Regions from separate parts of the Zea mays genome. Here region 1 is linked to region 2. Evidence: chromatin contacts called from public Hi-C data. All regions are on one chromosome and are shown on one strand. Each heading gives the region's core, a stretch centred on a gene start, on an enhancer-like site or on the middle of the called end of the contact. The rest is flanking DNA. Distances are from core to core; before and after follow the strand shown.

Evidence for each region. Hi-C and Micro-C count contacts between places; a contact is called where the count stands out from the background.
Region 1: a Hi-C map of endosperm shows a contact between it and region 2, with 2.4 times the contacts expected there. The contact joins the promoter of LOC100384033 here to the promoter of LOC103626169 in region 2. A contact is called at or near these places in 4 of 25 Hi-C or Micro-C datasets (bundle sheath, ear, endosperm and 1 more).

What each region holds. Positions count from the first base shown.
Region 1 is chr5:30,678,904-30,683,680 of Zm-B73-REFERENCE-NAM-5.0, reverse strand. LOC100384033 reads left to right here and starts at 1,907. Exons shown (of 15, transcript NM_001362240.1): 1 at 1,907-2,800; 2 at 2,879-3,001; 3 at 3,234-3,375; 4 at 3,679-3,884. The coding sequence starts at 2,410.
Region 2 is chr5:30,318,985-30,324,234 of Zm-B73-REFERENCE-NAM-5.0, reverse strand. It overlaps LOC103626169 (pentatricopeptide repeat-containing protein At5g04780, mitochondrial), which reads right to left and starts at 1,761. Exons shown (of 1, transcript XM_008646563.3): 1 at 1-1,761. The coding sequence starts at 1,699. It also overlaps the pseudogene LOC111589358.

The DNA of each region.
Region 1 (4,777 bases), core at 658-3,157, 360 kb before region 2:
GTGGGGAAGCAGATGCGTGCTGGCGAATCCCGGGCGTGGTGAATGTCGCGGTCTCCGGTGGGTAAGCCGAGGCGTGTTGTGGATGTGCCATGCCGGAACTGGTGGGGAAGGGCGCGGTCTCTGGTGGGGAAGGGCTTGGACGCGGTGGGGAAGCACGCTGCAGGGGCATGGTGAAGGGCGCTGATGGCTAATTGCTCTACCTGCGCCGCGCGTGGGGATGGGTGTGGAGGCGGGCGTAGATTGGAGGTGGTCGTCGACTGCGGCGAGGATGGCTCTCGGCGTTGAAGGCGGCCTGGGGTCGGGTGCTGATTGCTCTACCTATGCCATGCGGGCGTTGATGGGAGGCGCGGCGCAGGGATTGGGGATGAAATTCCATGGCGGGGGCTCGGGCGCGATGGTGGCGGACTTGGGGGCAGGGGCATGGTGAGGTCGGGTGGACGCCCTCCATAGAGTCATATGGTGTAGTAGAGATTCCTATCCCGTGTGGATTGGATAGAATTGAAAAAAATATGAAAGATTTTGTTTTATTTAATATTTAAATCCATTTAATTCCATCCAATCTACATGGATTGAGAGCAAAACAAATAAGCCCTAAGAAAGCCCAGGAGCTCGCTAGTATACTCGCGTGGACCTACACGCTATACGTACGGACAAGTGCTCAATACAACGTATATCGTGTAAAATACTGTTTTATATTATAAACTAAACTGTTTATAAAGTAGCATAAAACAAAATGATATAGGGAGTGAGATAGGACAACAACTAATATACAATCAGACCTTATATGCAAGCGTGCAAGCGAGCCTCTTAGTTTGTTAGATCATGATCTAACTGTAGACATGATCGTGGTTTGTTAGTGGGGTTTCCTATAAATCTACACGAGTTGGTGATAGAATGGTTTAAGTGTTAAATGTAATTCATGATTGAATCATAATCTAACGACGCTTGCATATAAGACCTGATTGCATATCAGTTGTTGCCGTGAGATAAAGGTGAAAAGCCGATGTGTAGAGATGGCAACGGGTAAAAACTCGTTCGCTATTACTTGCCCAAACTCATACCCGTGAAGAAAAAATATGGCCGCTAAAAAACTCATACCTATGACGGGTATAAAAATTTGCCAAAACCCATGCCCATGCGGGTTTTGGGTACCCAAAGGGTTTCCCATACCCACTAACATCAACACGAAAAATAATTCATCATATAAATGATAGTTAATGTATTAATAAACCCGAATAAAAGGAACAAGTGATAACTAATTTTAGCTTAAACTTTGTTACATTGAGTTTATGGCAACGACTGTTGTGCAAGCAATCTTTCTATGCAAGCGTGCAAGCAAATCATCTGATCCGTTAGATCGTGATCGAACCGTAAGTCACATTTAACACTTAAACCCTTCCACCACTAGCTTAATAATCTTTATAAAAAAACCCCTAACAAACTATGGTTATATCTGTGGTTGGATCACGATCTAACGGATCAGATGGTTTGCTTGCACGCTTGCACAGAAGGATTGCTTGCACAGCAGTCGTTGCCTGAGTTTATTTCAATTAGAACATATTCAATTAATAATATTATGAGACATATTTATAAGATATATTGATTTTAAGACGAGTTTTAAAAACACATGAGTTTGCGGGTATGGATAGTGAAAGAACAAGTCCATGCCCACGTACCCGCTGGATTTTCATTTGAACTTATTAATAAACTCATGGGTAGAGAAATTGATCTAAATTCATATTCTAATAGAGCAAAAGCCCACTGAGTTTCAGGTAGCGGGTACCCATTGCCATCTCTAAAAGATGTGCGAGAGGGCTATACATCGCACGGGCCAGACGTGGAGCAGGCCAGGGTCGAGGCCCAACTGGAGCTCCAGGAAGGCACACAGGCCGAAAGCCGCCACCGTTTCTTCATCTCCCATCTGCCGGCGCTCCATCTTCGACTCCCTCCCCGACTCGCGCTCGGCACGCAGGCGACGACGGCGGCGCTCAGGCTCGGGCTCGGGCTCTCAGCGACGGCGGGGCAGTCCCAATTTCGGCGGCGGCGTCAGCGGCTCCCCCTCCCGCCTCTTGCCAATCGCCTCGCGCCCTCGCCTCCGGTCCTCCGCACACCGGCCGGTGACCCTGCGTGCGCGCCTCCCGCTCCCCTCCCGCCTCCGGTGGACCGTTGACAGCGCCCGGCCCCGGCGGCTGCACTGCGCGCCGCGTACGGCCGGCGGGCAGCGGGAGCCAGCAGCCGCTGCTCTACCAAGGCGGCCGCACCGCTTTGGTAGCGCTTATGCCCCAACGAAGCGTTACCCGTCCGCTTAGCGCTGAAGCGTGCGCTTAGTGCCGCCTGTTGGAACCCTGATCTATAGTTGGTCTTCTTATAACTTCTCATAGTACACTTTCAGCAACACATTGGACTACAATGGAGAATATGCGTTATGCTGAGGAGCTCGTGAGGGAGTTTCTAGTTTTCAGGGGTTTCACAAGTACGCTGCAAGCGTATGAGACAGAGTTGTCTACTGAGATTGGCAGGAACTTTCAAGGAGACAAGATCGTGGATTTAGTGTTCTCAGAGTATGTACCGAAATACCAACTGGACAAGTTGCTCGGTCTGTTTGCCTTTTTCAAGCAGTGTTTCATGTCACCTGCGGACACAGAGTTGTTCTCAACCCTTGTTAAGTTGGAGCTGTCAGTATTAAGGTACTATGTTATTAATGCTTTGAAATCTGGAAGACAAGACAAAGTAATTGAATTCTTTGGTGAGAGTGGCAATTATCTGATGCAAAAGCGTGGAGATTGGCTGGCATGGTTTGGTGCGTGTTCTTGCCTTCTTTTTCCTAACTCCTTATACGTCATTCTCATGCTTTGTCAATCTCAATAACAATGTGCAGCTATTCCATATATTAAGAACCCAAGCTTGGATCCACAATTCCGTCTATATTTCTCCAAAGAGTGGCTGGACACTTTGGTTCTTTCATTTAGGAATTTTTTGAGTGGGATATTCAATGATACTCATATCCTTCCATAATATACTCTTTGTTGTATCTCTGGTGGGATGTTTCCCAACATTTTACAATATCTTCTTTCCTATTGACTGATTTATAATGTTATCCCCTTCCTAGGTGAACATCACTGCGATAGAACTCAATGTTCGTGAATGCTATTGTTTCTAACTTTCTATGATTTTTTTGATTTGACATACATAGTGTTATTTGCTGCTACACTGTTTGCCCTTAACTTTTCCACGGACCCCAGCTCTTATGAGAATTAGTAGTGAAAAGAATACCATCAAATCCCTCAAGAATGACATAAAACAACTGAATAATAAATTGGCAGAGCTACAAGCATCCTTAGAGGAGAAGGAAGATGAAATCTCTCTGTTGAGGAGGTAAATTTATTCTCATTTCTCTTGCAGGCGAAGTTACTTTTTTTTGCCTATTAATGCATGCAAATCTTTTTGACTTGGCATACGTATCCTTCCAAAAATTAACAGCTAGTTTATTAGGTTTGATTTGGTTAACTGAATTATATTCATAATAAAGTATTCTAACATTAACTTTTCTATATAGGTTTCTTTCTGCTATTAATGTTAAGCTTGGTTAGATTGTGAGTGCTAAATCTAACCTCATCACGTATACAGAAACAAACGCATGCATGCATCCTCTAAACATGCCACAACATATAAATGTAGGAACTATAATAGTGGTGGTTATGGAAACAAGAATGTAGTTGGTACTAGTACAGCTGGTTCCCCTCATGAAGAGATGTCAGAAAACTATGAAGAATCCTCGGCCTCGAGTAGCATGATACAGGGTTTTGATTCTCGGTCCTCAAGTTCAGTGAAATCTTATACAAGAGGTGGAAAATTCCATGAATCTTCTGAGATCAACCATACAGGTTGGTGCTTATCTTTTTCATGGCTATTGTATCAGTATTTACCACATGTTTGTGCTGGGAACCTAGTAAGATAGGGTTTCACTGGTTTCCATGCATTGGTATTACACTGAATTAGCGGTTATGCAGAATACCCTTAACCTTAACCTGGATAACACAATGCAAGCTGTTATTTGGTTTGCCTACATAAAGCTGTACATTGTTACACTTGTAATTTATTTCCTGCGTAAGTGGCCAGACTAGGCCTTGGGCTGTAGAGTGGGTGCGGGAGGGAGTGTGCATAGTTGAATACACAGGATGCGTTACACATGTAATTGGTTTCCTTCATAAGTGGCCAGACTAGGCCTTAAGCTGCAGAGCGGGTGTGGGAGGGAGGGTTCATAACAGGATACACAGGATTTGGCCGGTGGTGCAGGCTGAACTTGCTTTGAGGACAGTGCTAGCCTGCATATGGGATTATGCAGGCAACCAAACATGGACGAATTGCACTATGGGGGCCTGTATAAGGGGTTGTTCAGGCAACCAATTTGACCCTTAGTTGTGCTTTTGCCTTCACCACCATGCATACTAAGAGCATCTGTAGTGATGAGTGGAATCATTGCCGACATGTAGGACTGAAGAGAGCAAAAATAACGTTTACTGTTGAACTGGTCTTAACTGCATGTATGGGTTCACAATAGCAATAAACAAATTGGACAAAATAATCCGTGCCTGATTGCCTCCTCATGGCTACAGATAACAAGCCTGCAAAAATATGATTCAATACCCTTTACATTGACTCCTCTAGTGGCGCGATTTGAGTCAAGATGCCCAAGAGGGGCAGGGTGATGAATTGGGCTTCTTTAATTTTTTTTTTCAAATTAAAACCTAAGCACAAGCCGAAACTTCATCCAAGT
Region 2 (5,250 bases), core at 512-3,011:
TAAGAGCTATGTGTATTGTTACCAAATTGGGATCAAAATTAGACTCGAGCATTTCAGCGAGCAGCCTCAGTGTTGCTTCTGGCTTCCTATTATGCTTGTAGGCTGCCAGCAGACTGTTCCATGTGACAACATTCTTATTCCTGATTTTCTGGAAGACATTAGCAGCAGACGTCATGTCGTCAGTCTTACCATAGAAGTCAACTAGTTTGCTTGAAACGTAGATGTTTGATGCCAAACCATTCTTTAAAGCATAGCAGTGTACTTCCTTCCCAAGACGATCTAACTTGAGGTCTGCCAATAATGAGAGGAGACCAGTAATGGTTGTGCCAGTTGGTTGAATTGGGCCACGATTATCAAGAAATGTCCAACCCTTTGCTTTTCCATCACTGGAACGCTGCATGTATCTGAAAGCTTCAAGTGCATCTGTGTAAAGGCCATGTTGATGCAAACCACAAATCAATGCATTCATTGAGACCACATTAGGCTTTAAGCCGACGTCAGCCATGCGTGAAAACAGTTCATATGTTTGTTCATTCTGACCCACTTTAGCATATGCAGCAATTAAAGTGTTATAGGTGACAATGTCAGGCTTCAATCCATCCTCCTGCATCAAGTCAAAAACATCCCAAGCTTTGTCCATCCTCCCCTCTCTGGTATATGATTGAACTAACTCATTCCACACATTGACATTCTTCTCCTGAATGGTGGAAAAGACAACTCTCGCATCATCAAATTCTCCGCACTCAGAGTACAAGCTAATCAAAGATGCTCCAACATACACATTGATCTTGATTCCACACCGCAAAACATAAGAATGCAGCTGCTTTCCAATGCCTAGTGCCTGCAAGCCAGCACAAGCAGGGAGAATACTAGCCACAGTCACCGCATCAGGCCTCTCACTCTCACACATCTCCAGAAAAACCTCCAAAGCCTCTTCATACAGTGCATTCTGCACACAGCCCGAGATGATGCAATTCCAAGAATTGACTCCCGGGTCGACACCTCTTTGCCGCATCTCGTCAAACAGATGCAGAGCAGCAACGAGGTCACCACTTCTTGCAAATCCAGACACCAGCGTGTTCCATGAGATCACGTCCGGGCGAACGCCGCTCTCTTGCATCTCTTCAAACAGGTCGAAGGCCTCTTCCAGCTCCCCAGCGTCGGCGTGCGCGCTGATGAGCGCGGTCCACGCCACGACGTCGCGGTCGGGCAGCGACGCGAACGCGGCGCGGGCGGAGGCCACGTCCCCCAGCGCCGCATACATGGCGACGATCGCGTTCCCGACAACGGGGTCCCCCGCTAGCTCGGCCCCGCCCTTGGCGGCGAGCGCATGCGCGGCGGATGCAAGGCGGGGCGCACCAAGGCCGGCGCAAGCGCGGAGCACCTGCGGGAGGAGGAACCTGTCTGGGGCGGCTCCCGCGGTGAGCATTGACGCAAACGCCTCGCACGCTGCGCCCCAGCGCCGCACGCGGACGCAGGAGCCAATCTCGCGCGCGTAGGAAGCGGCGAGGTCCCGCTCCTGCTCCCGAAAGGGCCGCGCGCGCGCGTGGCGCGGCGGCGCATGCCCCTGGGGCGTGCCGTTGAGAAGCTGGCAGTGGTACACGTAGGTCGATGGGTTATGAAGGGCAGTGCAGCGAGGCGACAAGGCGGTACGCGGGGGATGACGCGGCGACGGGGACGGCGGCGGCATGGTAGCCATGGTTTTTATGGCGTCAGTTCGGCTGAGCTCAGTGACTTTTTCATTTTCGGGTAGCGTACAGGTGAGTGTGTGGACTGTCCAGGATACTAGTTGGGCTTCATGGGCTGAGACAGTTTTGCTTTAAATGAGCCCGCAAGAGTGGCAAAATCTTATTGCGATTATCTTTTCCAGACGGTTTCAACCCCGATAGAAAGTGGACCCACGAATCAACAGAGGTGGAATTATTGATTTGTACTGATCATTTTTTCAACAAATAATGTGATTAAGTCCAAATACACTTTCAATCCTCTTTATATCTACTCCTATAAAGCAACACTGGTTTTTCATCATCGTCTCTTTTAAAAAAAAGTTCTTATACTTATTTCTATCCTAATTCACGGTCCAAACATCTCTACTAGGTTCTACCATTGTCATACATCGTCAAATAATGTGGGGTCGTTATCTTCTAGATGGGCTGTGAGAAAACACTCAAACCCAAAACGACACGAAGTCACACGCAACACAGTGCTCCTAGATAATACCATCTCGCTAGCTTAAGGAGGGCGAGTAGTCGAGCTAGCTAAGGGGCAAATCTTTTCAACTCATACCTCTCTCGACTTTTGGCTAAGATAAAATGCAGTATTTGCAGTTTAATATCTAGTATGTAGACCATATGTCCACTTTAATTTTAAATTTATTTTTTATAGAGAGGATCCACTTTAATTTTATTTTTTTTAAACAAATATGATTGGTATATCGTCGCAACACACGAGTATTGTACTAGTCCACTTTAATTCCTTTGATTTCTAGAATAATTGAATAATCCCAAATTCCTCTTAATCTCCATGGTTCTGAATAAACAGGACCTACTGAAAAAGACAACCATGCGTTATCATTGTTGTTTTTTCTTATACTTTTTTCGCGGTGAAGAGAGAGCTCTATTAGAGCAACTCGAAAAGGATGTTAAAAATTTTACCCCAAAAATTAATTATTAAGAGCTGGCTAAAAAATTTTAAGAGTGAATTATGATGGGTATTCCAACAGTTCCTTTAAATGTGACATGCAACGCAATCTATACAGTCGTCGGGAGACCGTGGATGATCTGATACGTTGAGGAATGGATTGGGGTGGGATGGAACACACCAAAATATAAGGGAGAGGAGGCTATGGATCCGGGACGCTAATTTTTTGGGAGAAGAATGAGAGAGCTGTTGGAGTAAGAAAAACCACTATTCTTGACTAATATCTGTTTTGGAGTTAGTTTACACGTTCTTTTGGAGTTGCTCTTAACTAGTCAAAGTGATGTGCAATTAATATTGATGGACCCTAAATGCGTATACCTCAACCAAACCGCAAAAACTGATAATTTGTCTAGTTAAATTTGCTAATTCATCTGTCAATTGGTACTCTCTTTACTTTTAGGCCTCGTTTGAGGACACTCAAAACCGACCGATTTTCACGGGACAAGCGGCCCACGAGCAAACACTACACGAGATCTCCATATCCGCATTTGGAGGCATATCCGCAGGTTTGCTGGCCCAGTGTACCCGTGGTTTCGATGGGCTAGGGTTCCACTCCTCTGATGGGCCGTCGTCGTAACATCTCTCACTCACCGCCCCCAGGTTGTTGTCTCTCTTGTCCTCGCCTCTGCGCTGTCACCAACTGTCGTCGTTGTCGCCACCTCTCTCGCTCATCGCCACTAGATTGCAAATGCTGAAGAAGGCGCCCTTGATGTTGGATCTTTTTTGGGCTTGGCCCATTTATTCAATAAACTCTATGGTGTGTAATGGTGGAGAACACCAATAGTACCATATTGGAAGTCCAAGGGTCTTTTGGCTTGACTTATATGGCGGGAATTATTCCACTTAATTTGAGAAGTCAAGAAATGGACAAGGGCGTGCCACACGCGCGCGCCGCCGCCGACCGGGTCGGGCTCGGGCCGGGCGTGGCGTGGCGTGGCAGGCATGCGGCGAGCGGGCGTGGTGTGGTTGTGTTAATTTTTAGCACTCATTAACCACGTGAGTTTCAACTCCGGGTTAAACCTTTCAGTTGTCTGTCTCTTCGTCAGCTGCATGCGAGACCCTTGTCCTTCAGCTGCCCGTCTCTTGGCGTGCAGCATGCGATTCAGAGTCACAGTCCAGCCGCAAGTGAGGATATTCCCATCTCGTGGCTCTGCGCGCACAGAGCAGCAAGAGGGCAGGTGCCTCTGAAGCCCTTGCCGTTCGAGACCTTGCACGGGGGATCGACAATTAGGTTTTTGGGGAGCGTCTACGCGACTGCCCAAAACATCTTCTTCCTGGCGACATGACAAGGGAAGCTGGACAAGGATCTGGATCATCAGAGCGCATGTGAGGGTATGATCAGTTTATTTCCTTACTGTTTTGCGTTCTGCAGATTATATATGTTTCGTATATTCATCTATGTTGTTTCATATGTAGCAATAATTTTATCTTATCTGTTCTGTCTTATTATAATATGTTATATATGTTTGTCTTAATTTTACAGTCATGCTGTTTATATTGCTATCTGTTTATTTTCAATTGTTCAGTCAGTTTATATGCTTATCGTATTTATATGATTTATATGATTCATATGCTTTGTGTTCTCATGATCTATATTGGTATGGATCAATTTGATATCACGATTTCTATGGTTAATTATCTTTTATATGTCATCATCATAATGTTAATTTATGGGATTTAAATGATATGGAAAATGTCTATAATTCTAACACTCCAAAAACCTAATGTTAGGCATTTTTCTGTCAGAGGTTTTGCTGCTGTGCTAAAGCCTGATCCTTTTGATGGTAAAAACTTCTTGATATGAAAAGCTAAGATGGAATTGTGGCTTACTGCAATGTCTTGTTTTCATGCCGCTGAGGGCAAGCCTGTCAACCTACCTCCTGAGGATGAGGCTAAGTTTAAGGTTGAATACAACCTCTTTCGAGGAGCAGTAATTAGCGCACTTGATACAAAATTCCAGAAAAGCTATATCATCCTTCCTACAGGGAAAGAGTTGTGGGATGCACTTGTTGGAAAGTTTGGAGTAACTGACACTGGTAGCGAGCTGTATCTCATGGAGCAGCTGTATGACTACAAGATGGTTGAGAACCGATCTGTAGTGGAACAGGCTCATGAGTTTCAGGCACTAGCTAAGGAACTCGAACTTTTTCCTTGTCCTTTGCCTGACAAGTTTGTGGCTGGCGGTATAATCGCCAAGTTGCCACCTTCTTGGAAGGACTTCGCTACCTCTCTCAAACATAAGAGACAAGAGTTCAATGTGGAAGAGCTCATTGGTACTCTCGATGTTGAGGAAAGGGCTAGAACAAAGGACAATGGAAAAGGTGTGGAGACCTCTACTGCTAATGTGGTGCAGAAGAGAAACTTCCACAAGTTTAACAAGAAGAAAAACCAGAACAAACAAGAGAATACAAATAAACCTGTTCAAACAACACAATTTAAAAAGAAGAACAACAATAACAAGGGAAAGGGAGGATGCTTTGTCTGTGGCAGTGATCAACATTGGGCAAGAGAGTGCCCTGATCGCAAGTTTACACAGGACAAGAAATTAGC